3 separate regions of the Mus musculus genome follow, and all the other regions are linked to region 1. A link is a contact called in public promoter capture Hi-C data. All regions are on one chromosome and are shown on one strand. The core of a region is the stretch at or near the end of the contact, and the rest is flanking DNA. Distances in the headings are between cores, read along the strand shown. Region 1 holds the start of Pla2g12b (phospholipase A2, group XIIB). Region 2 holds the start of Anapc16 (anaphase promoting complex subunit 16). Region 3 overlaps Gm40673 (a long non-coding RNA gene).

Region 1 (3,938 bases), core at 878-3,377:
AGTTTTCCCAAGTTTTCCATCTATTATCCTTTGTAGGGCTGGATTTATGGAAAGATATTGTATAAATGTGATTTTATCATGGAATATCTTGGTTTCTCTGTCTATGGTAATTGAGAGTTTTTCTGGGTATAGTAGCCTGGGCTGGCATTTGTGTTCTCATAAGGTCTGAATGGCATCTGCCTCGGATCTTCTAGCTTTCATAGTCTCTGGTGAGAAATCTGGTGCAATTCTGATAGGTCTGCCTTTATATGTTATTTGACCTTTTCCCCTTACTGCTTTTAATATTCTTCCTTTGTTTTGTGCATTTAGTGTTTTGATTATTATGTGTCGGGAGGAATTTCTTTTCTGGTCCAGTCTATTTGGAGTTCTGTATGTTCATGGACATCTCTTTCTTTAGATTAGGGAAGTTTTCTTCTATAATTTTGTTGAAGATATTTACTGGCCCTTTAAGTTGGGAATCTTCATTCTCTTCTATACCTATTATCCTTAGGTTTGGTCTTCTCATTGTGTCCTGGATGTTTTCAATTAGGAGCTTTTTGCATTTTCTTTGATTGTTGTGTCAATGTTTTCTATGGTATCTTCTGCACCTGAGATTCTTCTGTCTCTTGTATTCTGTTGGTGATACTTGCATCTATGACTTCTGATCTCTTTCATAGTTTTTGTAACTCTGGTGTTGTCTCCCTTTTTCATTTCTTAATGTTTCTATTTCCATTTTTAGATCTTGGATGGTTTTGTTCAATTCCTTCACCTGTTTGATTGTGTTTTCCTGTAATTCTTTAAGGGAATTACAGAGACCTGAGTTTAGTTCCAGACACCTGTCTCAGGTGACACCCTCCCCCCAACCTTCAGCTCCAGGGCATCCCCCAGCCTCCACAGGCTCCTGTACCCACATGTGCACCCCATTCCCAAACACACTCGAGGCATTGCACATATTAGAGGTAGGTGGTCCACTATTGAGTTGTGCCCCCCCCCCCCCCCCGTTTTCCTTCCTTTTTGAAGGAGTCCTATGGTTCTGTTCTGATATGACCTCATCAGTTATGGCCCTGGCCCAGCCTTGGGACCTAAGTAATGAAGTCATTTAACCTCTCCCTGATTTCTTATTTGTCAAATAAAAATATCAACCTTGCCTAACAAAATAGGTGTGAATGTGTGGAGGGAGGAAGGGAGGGAGGGAGGGAGGGAGGGAGGGAGAAACAAGAAGACAGGGAGACAGACACACACAGAGAGATAGAGAGACAGAGAAACAGGAAGAAAGTCAGAGAGAGACAGGAAAGGAGAGATTGAGAAGAGACTAGTTCAGAATGTGTATGGTCGTTTCCCAGACTGGTGATTTTATAGGTATTCTTCACATGGCCAAGAGCAAACTACGCTGAAAGTGACGCCCAAACTCAGGATTCCAGAGAGCAATCTCAAAGCTTGGAATCTCAAACAGGCTTTCTGATAGCAGCCTGGACTTTTATCTGCCTAAAAGGGGGTGGGAGGAAGGAATCACCACTGGGGCCGAATGTTCCCAGAAGAGACCTGGGGCCATCAGTCTCAGGGGATCCCAGGATACAGCACTGAGTATAAACACATGCCCTGCAGATTCTCGGAAAGGTATTCCCTGGGAGGATAGCAGGACCTTTGCCAGATGGAAGGATTTGAGCTAGAGACACGGAGGGACCAAGGCAGAAACTGGGCTCGAAACCTGAACTTTCACCAAGGCACACTTGGATTTTAGCCCCTGATAATCTGTTATTAGATTCACCTGTGGTGAAGATGACCCCAGTAGGGCTACCAGAGTCTCGCACACACCCTCATGGGCCTCCCCAGGACAGGTATAGAGGAGGAAGTAGTTCAGGGGTGTGGCTGAGATCTTGGGAAGAGCTCTGCAGTAGAGAAACCTGAGGTGCTCAAGTGTGCTGGAGAATCCTGGGGCTCCCGTCCAGCCTCACAGAGTGAGCAGTCATCCCCCCAGCGCTTCGGGGTCCACTGGGAAGTCCCCTCTTGGGCCATCCTCATACAGCCCCTCCCACGGTTTCACCTTTGTCCTCTCTAATCGCTCGGATCGGCTCCCAGCCTCCATGGCTGTGTTTAAAGTCCACCTCTGGGGAACACAGACTGACTGTACCGATAAGCCCGGACACAGGGCTGTGTATGTCCCCAGGGCTTCCTGGGACCCTGGCTGGGGTTGGGGACGAGAGCAGCCGCGAGGGTCTACTTGTGCGTGCAAAATGAAGCTGCTCTGCGGCTTCTTCCTCCTGTGGCTTGGCCTGGTAGGGAACCTGGCTCAGAGTGACCCCAGCCCCAAGGAAGAGGAGTCCTACTCTGACTGGGGCCTGAGGCAGCTGCGGGGCAGCTTCGAGTCTGTCAACAGCTACGTGGATTCCTTCATGGAGCTGCTGGGAGGGAAGAATGGAGTCTGTCAGTACCGGTGTCGATATGGTGAGTGGATGCCTTCTCTGGGAGTGGGGGTGGGGAGTGACAGCATGAGCAGCAAAGCAGGTCACATCTGTCCTACATCCGGTAGGCCAGGTCGCCAGGCAAAGCAAAATCAGGTGTAGCGTCATCCGAAATGCAAGCAGGCAACTAAATCCTGTGAGGGGCCCCGAGTGAAGTCTGGGTTCTATATCTCCTGATAAAAGTGTGATTTATCGGAAACTCAGGCTCTGCTCAGCTTCCTGGGAACTTTCGCTGAGGCCTTTTAGGAGTTTACTGGAGGCAGGTAAGGCCTTAAGGGATGGCAGAGAGGTTTGAGAGGAATCGCAGGGTCTCAGAGATGCTCCTAAGGGGAGAACGCGGAACCGGAGATTCTGCCCTGGGTCAACTCACTGCCTTCGCATCCCAAAAGCTTTGAAGGACTCTCCTCTCTGCTGCAGGCCTCTGCCTGCGATTTGCCTAGATTCTGCCAAGGGAGGGGTCCAGCCCTGCCTTAGTCACTGTTATCACTGAACTGACCTGCCTGCTGCCCGCCAGGGGTCCCAAGCTCTGCCACCACCAAAGAGAGCCAAACACCAGAGACACAACTGGGAACTGGAGTGAGCTCCCATGCCTACCTTGCTTGAGTTGGAAAGCCAGCTAGGGCAGGAGCTGAGGCTGAAGCCATCTTCCCCTTCACCCTCCTGGGAAGAGATGGGAGCTGAGTATCATGTGTCGTGTCCCCCCCCCCCCCCCCCCAATGTCATAGTGTCAAATTCTGGGCGACTCAGCATCACGTTTACTCAAAGTTAGATGGATAAGCACAAGGCCGGGTCACCTCATTAAGTTCACCTAATATCCATCAAAGAGGCAGGAAAGTTAATGCCTGCCATTTGAATCAACACAGGTATTGTCAATATACCCAAGGTTTAGCAAACATCTAACAACAGTAGGACTTCTTGTAAAATGGTGAGCCCGATCTTGTTCTTACTTCTCTAGTAAAACAGCATCAAAAGATTTCAGCAAATTTTGGTTGGGCAGCCTCTGACTGGGCGGGACCATCAAGCTCCCCAACTGCTTATGGGAGGAGTGTCTTGAGACTGTGATCCCAGCTACTGGAGAGACTGAGACAGGTCAGCCTGGCTACGCAGTGAGACCCTCAAGATCCCTCTCAGCCCATTTCCTCCTAAAGGATGCTCTAAACATAAATCTTTTTAAAAAAATTTTTAAATCAACAAAAATAATAGTGGCTACTTATGGAGAAGCCTGGTGGTTTCATCCATGATGGAAAGGTTCGATGCATTGGCCACGCCTCCCACAGACTTTCCTTTTATTCGTGGTGGGAGTGTTAAAAGTCTGTGCTCTGGGGGGTTTGAGATTGGGTTACCTTTCTCACTGCACGTTTGCTAGAAATGATTTAAGGAAGGAAGGGGCTTATGTGGCTCGGGGTTTCAGAATGTCTCTGCCTATCATGGAAGGACGCTAAAGAAGCAACTATAGGCAGTGGGAGCCAGAAGTGGAGCCTGGTTCACCAGGCAACA
Region 2 (3,938 bases), core at 772-3,271, 600 kb after region 1:
CGAGACTGGACAAATCAGTTGCCTTTTCTGTCCCTTAGATGCCTCACCTGTAAGCTGGAGTCAGTAACAGTGGAGCCTACCCCGAGGAAGAGTTATGAGGGTTAAATAAGTACAGCCGAGACAAGCAAATCAGCCCGGCCTGGCCCGCAATCCCAGATCCCGCTGGCTTGGCTTACCGAGTGTTGGAATTACAGGTGTGCACTGGCACATACACTTTTCCCTATGCACAATCCAGCTTTTCACTTACGTGTAAAGCTCCCGGGAGGGAAGGGTCTGCTCGGGAGGCAGGCAGTGTGATGTTACGCACTTCACACATCCTAGCGCTGGGCTACACTCTCAGTCAGCACATTCACCTCATGATCTTATAAAGAATCTTGCAGTGGGGCTGGGGAGAGCTACATGGAGTAAGTGTTTTCACTGGAGGGGTTGGGGAGCCCTTCAAGTCACTTACAAGCCTCACAGGTGTGGTAGCTGCCTGTAAACCCAGCCCTTGGGAGGCAGAAGATAAGCGATTCCCCATAGCAATGTTGTTAGCTAGGTTATGGGGAATGGGAATGTTCTGGGTTCAGGGAAGCTATGAAAGGCTAAGGAGGAAGACAGCAGACACCAGCTTCAAGCCTGGGCCTGGGGATGTATTGTGAGGTGGCTAGAGTGTTTGCTTACCCAAGTGTGAGGCACTGAAAAGGATCCCATGTCGTTGGAAGGAGAAAACAAACTACCTTTGTACCCTGGAGGCATCTTATAAAAACCCTTGTCACAGTGGCTCCTGGATGAATGATTTATAAATACGAGGTCAGCCGGGCGGAGGTGGCCCACGCCTTTAATCCCAGCACTTGGGAGGCAGAGACAGGCAGATTTCTGAGTTCGAGGCCAGCCTGGTCTACAGCGTGAGTTCCAGTACAGCCAGGGCTGTACAGAGAAACCCTGTCTCGAAAAACCAAAAAAAACCAAACCAAACCAAAAAAACCAAAAAAAAAAAAAAAAAAAAAAACCCCACAAAACCAACCAACCAACCAAAACAAACAAACAAACAAACCGAGGACAAAAGCAATCAGCTCAGTAGAGGCTGCAGGGGACCGAGACAGTTCCAGTCATGACTCTTTCTGCATGGAGTATTCAACCCTGTCGCTCAGGAGACTACCATCCTCATAACGAGGCACTCAGTGAACTTTTGTTGAATGATGATTATCTGGAACTTGGCCCTATCAGGGAAGCTGTGGCTGCTGCCAAGCAGAGGAAACGCTCCTAAGAAGCGGAATGATAGTTTGTGGGGCACAATATGGCTGGCGTGGTTAAATACTTACTTTGTGTACGACAGGGACGACCTCGCACTCATAAACTTTCCGCTTATAGTCTTAAAACAAAACAAAACAAAAAAAGAGATCCTCCTTTAAAATAAAGCCCAGAACAAACCAGATGCTTATGTCGATCGGGATCCAAGTGAGGTGGCTAATTATGACACCCGTTGGGTTCTACTAACAAAAATCACTAGGTGTCCCACCTAGACAGACGGATCACCACCCGCAGCACCTAGCTGCGGTAGCTCTTTCTAGGTGGGATGAAGAAGCTCGCGGGAGAGGGGAGGAGCCAGCACCCTAATCCTGGCTACTCCAACTCCACCCAGGTACGCTTCCTACCCAACAACTCGGGGAGGAAGGGAAGGCTTGCGGCCGGCCCACGGCGCAGGCGCCAACCCGCCCCACGCATGCTCAGTCGGATGACGCTGCCTTTGCATACGGCCGGCGCGGGCGAGCCTCCAGGGTCTCTTCCTACGCTCCCAGTTAGTCCTGGCAGGTAGGAGCGTAGGGGGGAATCAGGTCTGGAAGGTTCTCGGCCACTTACCTCAGCAGCTTGTGCACTTTGACTGACAGCCCCGCCCCTTGGACGAAGCCGTGCGGCCTCGCTCGCCACGACGTAGACGGCGGCGTGCGCGCGCCCGCCTGAGCTGTGGGAGTTTGATGGCGGTGCTGCGCCTGTCCCTGCGGCGGTGAGGGCTAGAGGGCGGTGCTAGCGCGCATGCGTGGAGGGGGCGGAGCCCGGCTGGGCCAGACCGAGCTTTCCGAGAACACTTCCGGGTCGCTGTGGCTGCCCCGCCCCCTTCCCCGCCCCAGTCCCCCGCAGTTTTGGTTTTCTTGCGTTGGTGCTGTCTGCTCCGCCTCTCTAGCGTAGGATGTTCAGCGTTTGCTTTTTATGTGAGAATTGCACGAAAGCATATCCACTTTTCCCTCTTCAAACACCCATGACCCAGGGCTAGTCCGCTCTCCTCCTTCTGCGCAGTCTCTGCCTGGAGCTGCTCAGGAAAGGTACCACTGTGGCTTCGTGCTCAGTGCTCACACTTTGTAAAGGCTCCTTTTCGACAGAACGTGGTTTTTGAAGTGGGAAGGGATGCTAAAGGAGTAGCACACCAGGGTGGCGCGGCACAAGACTGTTAATAATTGCATCCCCCTGCCAACGTTGATTTTCTGTTTTCTCAAAGCACGAACCCTCTTCTTGCGTCCTGCAGGTGGCTGCGGATTAGCGACTTGACTGAGGGTTGGGTCAAGCATTCATTTGGAAGGGATTGTTAGGCCTTCTTTGGTGGAACTTGTTAAGTACGTGAACTTGTAGCCGCAGCCATCTGGGATGGGAACATGGGGTAGTTTATCAGGAGCCTTTAATTCCGAATTATTGATTCAAGCGTGAAGCCGTTTGTTGTGTTCTGGAGGCAGTGGCCTCGGGAAACTGTTCCTTCTCAGTACTGTGTTGGTCCGAGAACTGTGTTAGTAAGTCATATTTTAATTGTACTGTGATAGGGAAATAAATCTGATTGGAAGGTATTTATTTCTAGCATCTTTAAAACGGCTTACCTCTCTTCCGCGGGTATTGTACCGATGGTTCCTCAATGCGTTATCAAACTGGATACGATAAAATATCATACTGGATAGGGTGAATGAAGCACTCTGCTCATACTTAGGTGGCTAGCAAGACCTCACCCCCTATAGGTTAATCAGACACCTATACAAGAACTTACACTGGTGAGCTCATGGAAAGCGACACTATTTTTGCTTAGGATGTGCTGTGAACTGCCCAGTTGAGGCCTACATAATGGAGTTTTTAATTTAAATTTCTTATTACATTTATTTATTTACGAATGTAGTCTGTGCATATGTTACCTGCCTACACAGCAGAATTTTTTTTTGTTTTTTTGTTTTTTGTTTGTTTTTTGTTTTTGTTGTTTTTTGGTTTTTTTGAGACAGGGTTTCTCTGTATAGCCCTGGTTGTCCTGGAACTCACTCTGCAGACCAGGCTGGCCTCGAACTCAGAAATCCACCTGCCTCTGCCTCCAGAGTGCTGGGATTAAAGGCGTGCGCCACCACGCCCGGCTAGCAGAATTTTTTAAATTTAAAATTTTATTACATTTATTTATTTAGTCTATGCTACTTGCCTACATAATGGAGTTTCTTTTAACTTAATTTTTTATTACATTTGTTTGTTTATTTCCATATTTTGTCTGTGCGTTTGCTACCTGGCTGCATGTGTAGTCCAGAGGACAACCTGCAGGAGTCAACTTTTTCCTTCTGCCGTGTGGGTCATCGGCCTTGGGAGCAAGTGCCTTTACCTGTTGAGCCATCTTAGTGACCTAAGTATTCATTGTTTAATTAAAAAAAAAAAAATTAAACAAAAGGGCACTTTCTTTTTCAGGACTTTCCTGGAACGTCATTTGTCATGGATGTTCTACGCCCACAGATTGTAACGTTCGATGGACGGAATTATAGAAAGAATCCCATCCAGGAGAAACAGTACCAACATGAAGAAGACGAGGATTTCTATCCTGGTAATCCTGGGGGGTCTCTTAGGTCCCACAAGAGGGAAAATGTTCTTTGTACTGTAAGGGTAATTCTTTGCTTTGTTGCTGCTCAGTGGGTCTAATAAAGCTGACCTCAGATGAGGTGTTCCTG
Region 3 (3,938 bases), core at 629-3,128, 510 kb after region 1:
CTCTGTAAGGAACTCTCAACGAGTCTAGATAAAGAAGCCAAATAAACTCACGGGGTCTTCCAAAGTGAACTTTAGTGGATTTGTGTCTTGGTTTGTCTTGGGATCTGAGGAGTAAATGTTGTTGCCTGTCTCTTTCTGGGAAGGTTTTTAAGCAACAAAGAGCAAGCCTGGTTGCTCCAAGAGGACAGTGGAGATGTTGTCCCAACCTGTTGTGCGCAGGAAACCCCACTTAAGGACTGTCCCCTGGTGAGTGTCCTCTGGCTCAGGAGCTGCTTCTGAGCATAGTAACTATGGTGCCACAGTAGCTACCCAGTGTGGATGAGAACACACAGCTAACAATGAAGTGGCAGGCTGACACCCAACAGCCATTTTCACCTGTGGGCTATCACCCGAGCTCCTGGGTGGCTGAACGTGGCCTAGGACAAGGGTGGGTCCAGCTGGCTCACACCAGGGCTGTGGACACAGGCTGGGCTGTAGGACATATACAACATAGCAGGTGTCTCCAGCTTGCACATTAACCCACTGTCTGTCTCACATAGCTCCCACAAGACCTGGAACAACTGGCTTAGACCAACTGGGCCAGGAAAGAAAGGCTGCCAAGGCTTGGGGTCATCTGTCTGGGCTTCTGTCCCCTTGGGTGCAATGCTTGCTGCTGGTCCAGAGGCAAGGATGTGCAAACCTTTGGCCTGCTGCCGTTTAGTTAACGTTGAGGGTTGGTTGGTAGAGTGCTTGGCCCTGGGTTTGGTCCCTAGCACTGAATGAACTGGGCGTGGTGAGGTATGCCCTTATCCTAACACTTGGGAGGTGGATGTAGAGGAATCAGAAGTTCAAGGGCATCCTTGGCTACACAGTGAGCTCAAAAGCCAGCTAGGGCGACTTGACACTCTGTTTCAAAACAGACAGGGATCAAAGTTAGCGCACAGAGCAGCAAGCTTCATTGTTCATTCTTATTGCGTGACCTACTGCAAGCACCTTCTCACCTCACCCTGGTCTCTCTCCAGCCCATCTCAGAACCTGTTTAGCCCATCTGGGAAGTCATGGGTGACTCTCTGTTCTGAAGTCACCTAGTTGAGTTGTCGGTGATTTCATGTGACCCTATCCCTCTGTGCCTAAATGAGACAGTACATAGGGAGAGATTAGAGTCCTCTGACACACGGTGTCTTGTCATCTGTATGTTCTGGCTACTACCCCCGTGGCTGAGATAACTAACAAACCCTCTTCCTGCAACTCTGATGGAACCTTAAGGTTAGTTGTCTTGAAGAAAACAAGGCAAGAATAAGACTGGACCTTGACCCTAGAAATTCTGGGGTAGTAGCCTAATGGGGTTCATGGTACTACTGACTTCTCTGGCTCCCTCTAACCCAACTAAATCCACTTCTAGACAGTCTTTCCCAACACATGCTCCTGGCAGCTGTCACCAGCAGAGGCACTGGGCAAAATGTCAACAGTGCTGCAAAATACGTTGGGACTTTATCTGACCCCTGGCTTCCATCCCAACCAGAAACACACTGGCTGAAACTTGCTGGCGAGCTGGAGCAAGCCCGGGGCTGGGGGCGGAAAGCAGTCTGGGTCACTGGCTGCTGCAGAAATTTCTCCCCTTTTACTAGTTAATGCCCTTGTTGCCTGTTAGGACCTAGTTTTTAAAACCCAAGGCTTCAAGCCTTGCAGAGAACTGAGGGAAGCGCCACCCTCACCCCAACCCCCACTCTTGCCCCCGCCCCTGCCCCTGCCGCCCCTTTACTCAGGTTAGTGCACCCCGCGCATTCCTCCTGCCCTTTTCGTGAGACTTCCCAGAAAGGGTCCATGACTATAGCAGCAGACAGCCACACCAGGGTGGGATAGGACCAGCTTCGAAGGGGGCGGTCCTCAGTCAAGAGCAATGCCCCTCCCCTACCCCGCTTCTGCCTGTAGCTGCAGGGAGGTAGGTCTCAGACAAGTCTAGGAGGTCCTAAGGCCAGTCTTAACAAGTCTTCCTGCCCAGTACGCCTAGAAAAAGAGAGAAAAAAAGACATTGTCACACGAGGGGCCCCAGGAGCACCCCACCCCAAGACAGGAAAAAATAAAAGAAGCCTTGTCCTGGGTTTTAGCTCAGAAAAAAACGACGTGGGAACTGAGTTGTGTGGGACAGCACTGCCTTGATTGCGCGCGTGCGTGAGTGCGTGTGTGGTGGTGGTGGTGGTGGGGTTGATCACCCGGCACCGCAATAATAATCGATAATAGTAAACAGATAAATGAGCTAAACAAGGAAAAGCTTAAGGATGGAGGGAAGCAGAGGAAGAAAAACAATAATTAGATTTGGAGTAGATTAGACAGTCATTAGGGGGCAGTCTCTGCCTCAGCCTCCTCAGTGCTATGCAATTACCCTGGCTATGAAAGATTCGAATATTATAACTAGCTAATTTAAAATTAAAATAGATAGATAGATAGATAGATAGATAGATAGACAGACAGACAGATAGCCAGGCAGTGCCAGTGCTATTGCATGTCTTTAATCCCAGCACTGGGGGGAGGGGGGTTGGGGGGAGCCAGAGGCAGGGGCATCTCTGAGTTTGAGGCCAGCCTGGTCTACAGAGTGAGTTCCAGGAGAACCAGGGCTACACAGAGAAACCCTGTGTCGAAAAAGGAAAAAAATAAAAAATAAAAATAAATAAATAATAAATAAAGCAGCCTGATTTGTAGGACACCTCGTGGAGGTACACACTTCTGCTCCCAGCACTTGGGAGGCTGTGACAAGGGTGATGAGTTCAAGGCCAGCCTGGCCTACATAGTAAGATCCCATCTCTAAGGCCAGCCTGGGCTTCATAGTAAAATGCTGCCTCAAAAAACAAAGCAAGGGGCTGGTGAGATGGCTCAGCAGTTAAGAGCACCAGTTGCTTTTCTGAAGGTCCTGAGTTCAAATCCCAGCAACCATATGGTGGCTAGCAACCATCCATAACAAGATCTGACACCCTCTTCTGGAGTGTCTGAAGACAGGTACAGTGTACTTACATTAATAATAAATTAAAAACAAAACAAAACAAACAAACAAAAAAACAAAGCAAGGCCGGGCGTGGTGGCACACGCCTTTAATCCCAGCATTCGGGAGGCAGAGGCAGGCAGATTTCTGAGTTCGAGGCCAGCCTGGTCTACAATATGAGTTCCAGGACAGCCAGGGCTACACAGAGAAACCCTGTCTCAAAAAACCAAAAACAAAAAACAAAAAAACAAAACAAGGACTGAGGCCATAGCTAGCTTTTGAGCATTTGCTTGGAACTGGCAAGGCTCTGAGTTCCATCCCTGGCACAGAAGGGAGGCAGAGAGCAAGCAGGTCATGACACATTACTGTGAGAAAAATCCCTGAAAGCCACAAACTGCATTTCAGCCTTTGCCGTCAGGGAAGCCACAGTTCAGACTGAGGTCATTATGAGTCAAATGGACATTCACATGTAAGTATGTGTGCAAGAGGGACTCAGGGGACATACCATGTGAAGAGATAGACAGACTTTTCGGTGACGCTTCTATGATGCCAAGTCATGAGACAGGTTGCCAGCAAACTCTCAGATCAAGGCTAAAGACAGAGACTCTCTCACAACCTTGGACGGAGCCAGTCCTTGTTAGCATGTTGCTGGGTCTTGTTTTTCCTTTGTTTCATTCAGAGACTTAAGTAGCCCAGGCTAACTACAAACCTCTAGTGTACCCAAAGATAACCCAGAACTTCCTCCTCCATCTACTTCTCAAAGACTGGGATCACAGGTGTGCACCGCTAGGCAGGCTATGCAGTGTTGGAGCTTGAGCAGGGATTTCACGTGTTTTAAGCAAGCACTCTAACAGCCAAGACACGTGCCCAGCCTATGTCTGTTGTTTGAGGCACCAGATTCAACATAATTCCCAACAACTCTGACAAAAGAAATCCCAAGGAAGCCAGGCAGTGGTGGTGCACACTAGTAATCCCAGCACTT

The links. Promoter capture Hi-C pulls out the DNA fragments that hold promoters and counts their contacts.
Region 2: a contact with region 1 is called in a promoter capture Hi-C map of embryonic stem cells, with 4 times the contacts expected there. The contact joins the promoter of Anapc16 here to the promoter of Pla2g12b in region 1. A contact is called at or near these places in 2 of 39 promoter capture datasets (embryonic stem cells and liver).
Region 3: a promoter capture Hi-C map of liver shows a contact between it and region 1, with 2.4 times the contacts expected there. The contact joins the enhancer-like site here to the promoter of Pla2g12b in region 1. A contact is called at or near these places in 1 of 39 promoter capture datasets (liver) and 3 of 115 datasets of contacts at active chromatin or transcription factors (bone marrow-derived macrophages, extraembryonic endoderm stem cells and trophoblast stem cells).

What each region holds. Positions count from the first base shown.
Region 1 is chr10:59,401,558-59,405,495 of GRCm38.p6, forward strand. It overlaps Pla2g12b (phospholipase A2, group XIIB), which reads left to right and starts at 2,128. Exons shown (of 4, transcript NM_023530.2): 1 at 2,128-2,424. The coding sequence starts at 2,214.
Region 2 is chr10:60,001,114-60,005,051 of GRCm38.p6, forward strand. Anapc16 (anaphase promoting complex subunit 16) reads right to left here and starts at 2,022. Exons shown (of 4, transcript NM_025514.3): 1 at 1,843-2,022. Ascc1 (activating signal cointegrator 1 complex subunit 1) reads left to right here and starts at 1,692. Exons shown (of 11, transcript NM_026937.3): 1 at 1,692-1,794; 2 at 3,682-3,814. The coding sequence starts at 3,706.
Region 3 is chr10:59,914,908-59,918,845 of GRCm38.p6, forward strand. Gm40673 (a long non-coding RNA gene) reads left to right here. Exons shown (of 3, transcript XR_871747.2): 2 at 144-246. Among named protein-coding and RNA genes, the nearest start is that of Gm40673, 7.4 kb to the left of the region's middle. Within about 2 kb of position 1,879, at least 180 of the 459 cell types and tissues checked have an H3K27ac peak or open chromatin away from gene starts, as enhancers often do. A contact at or near this core is called in liver, where this site is marked.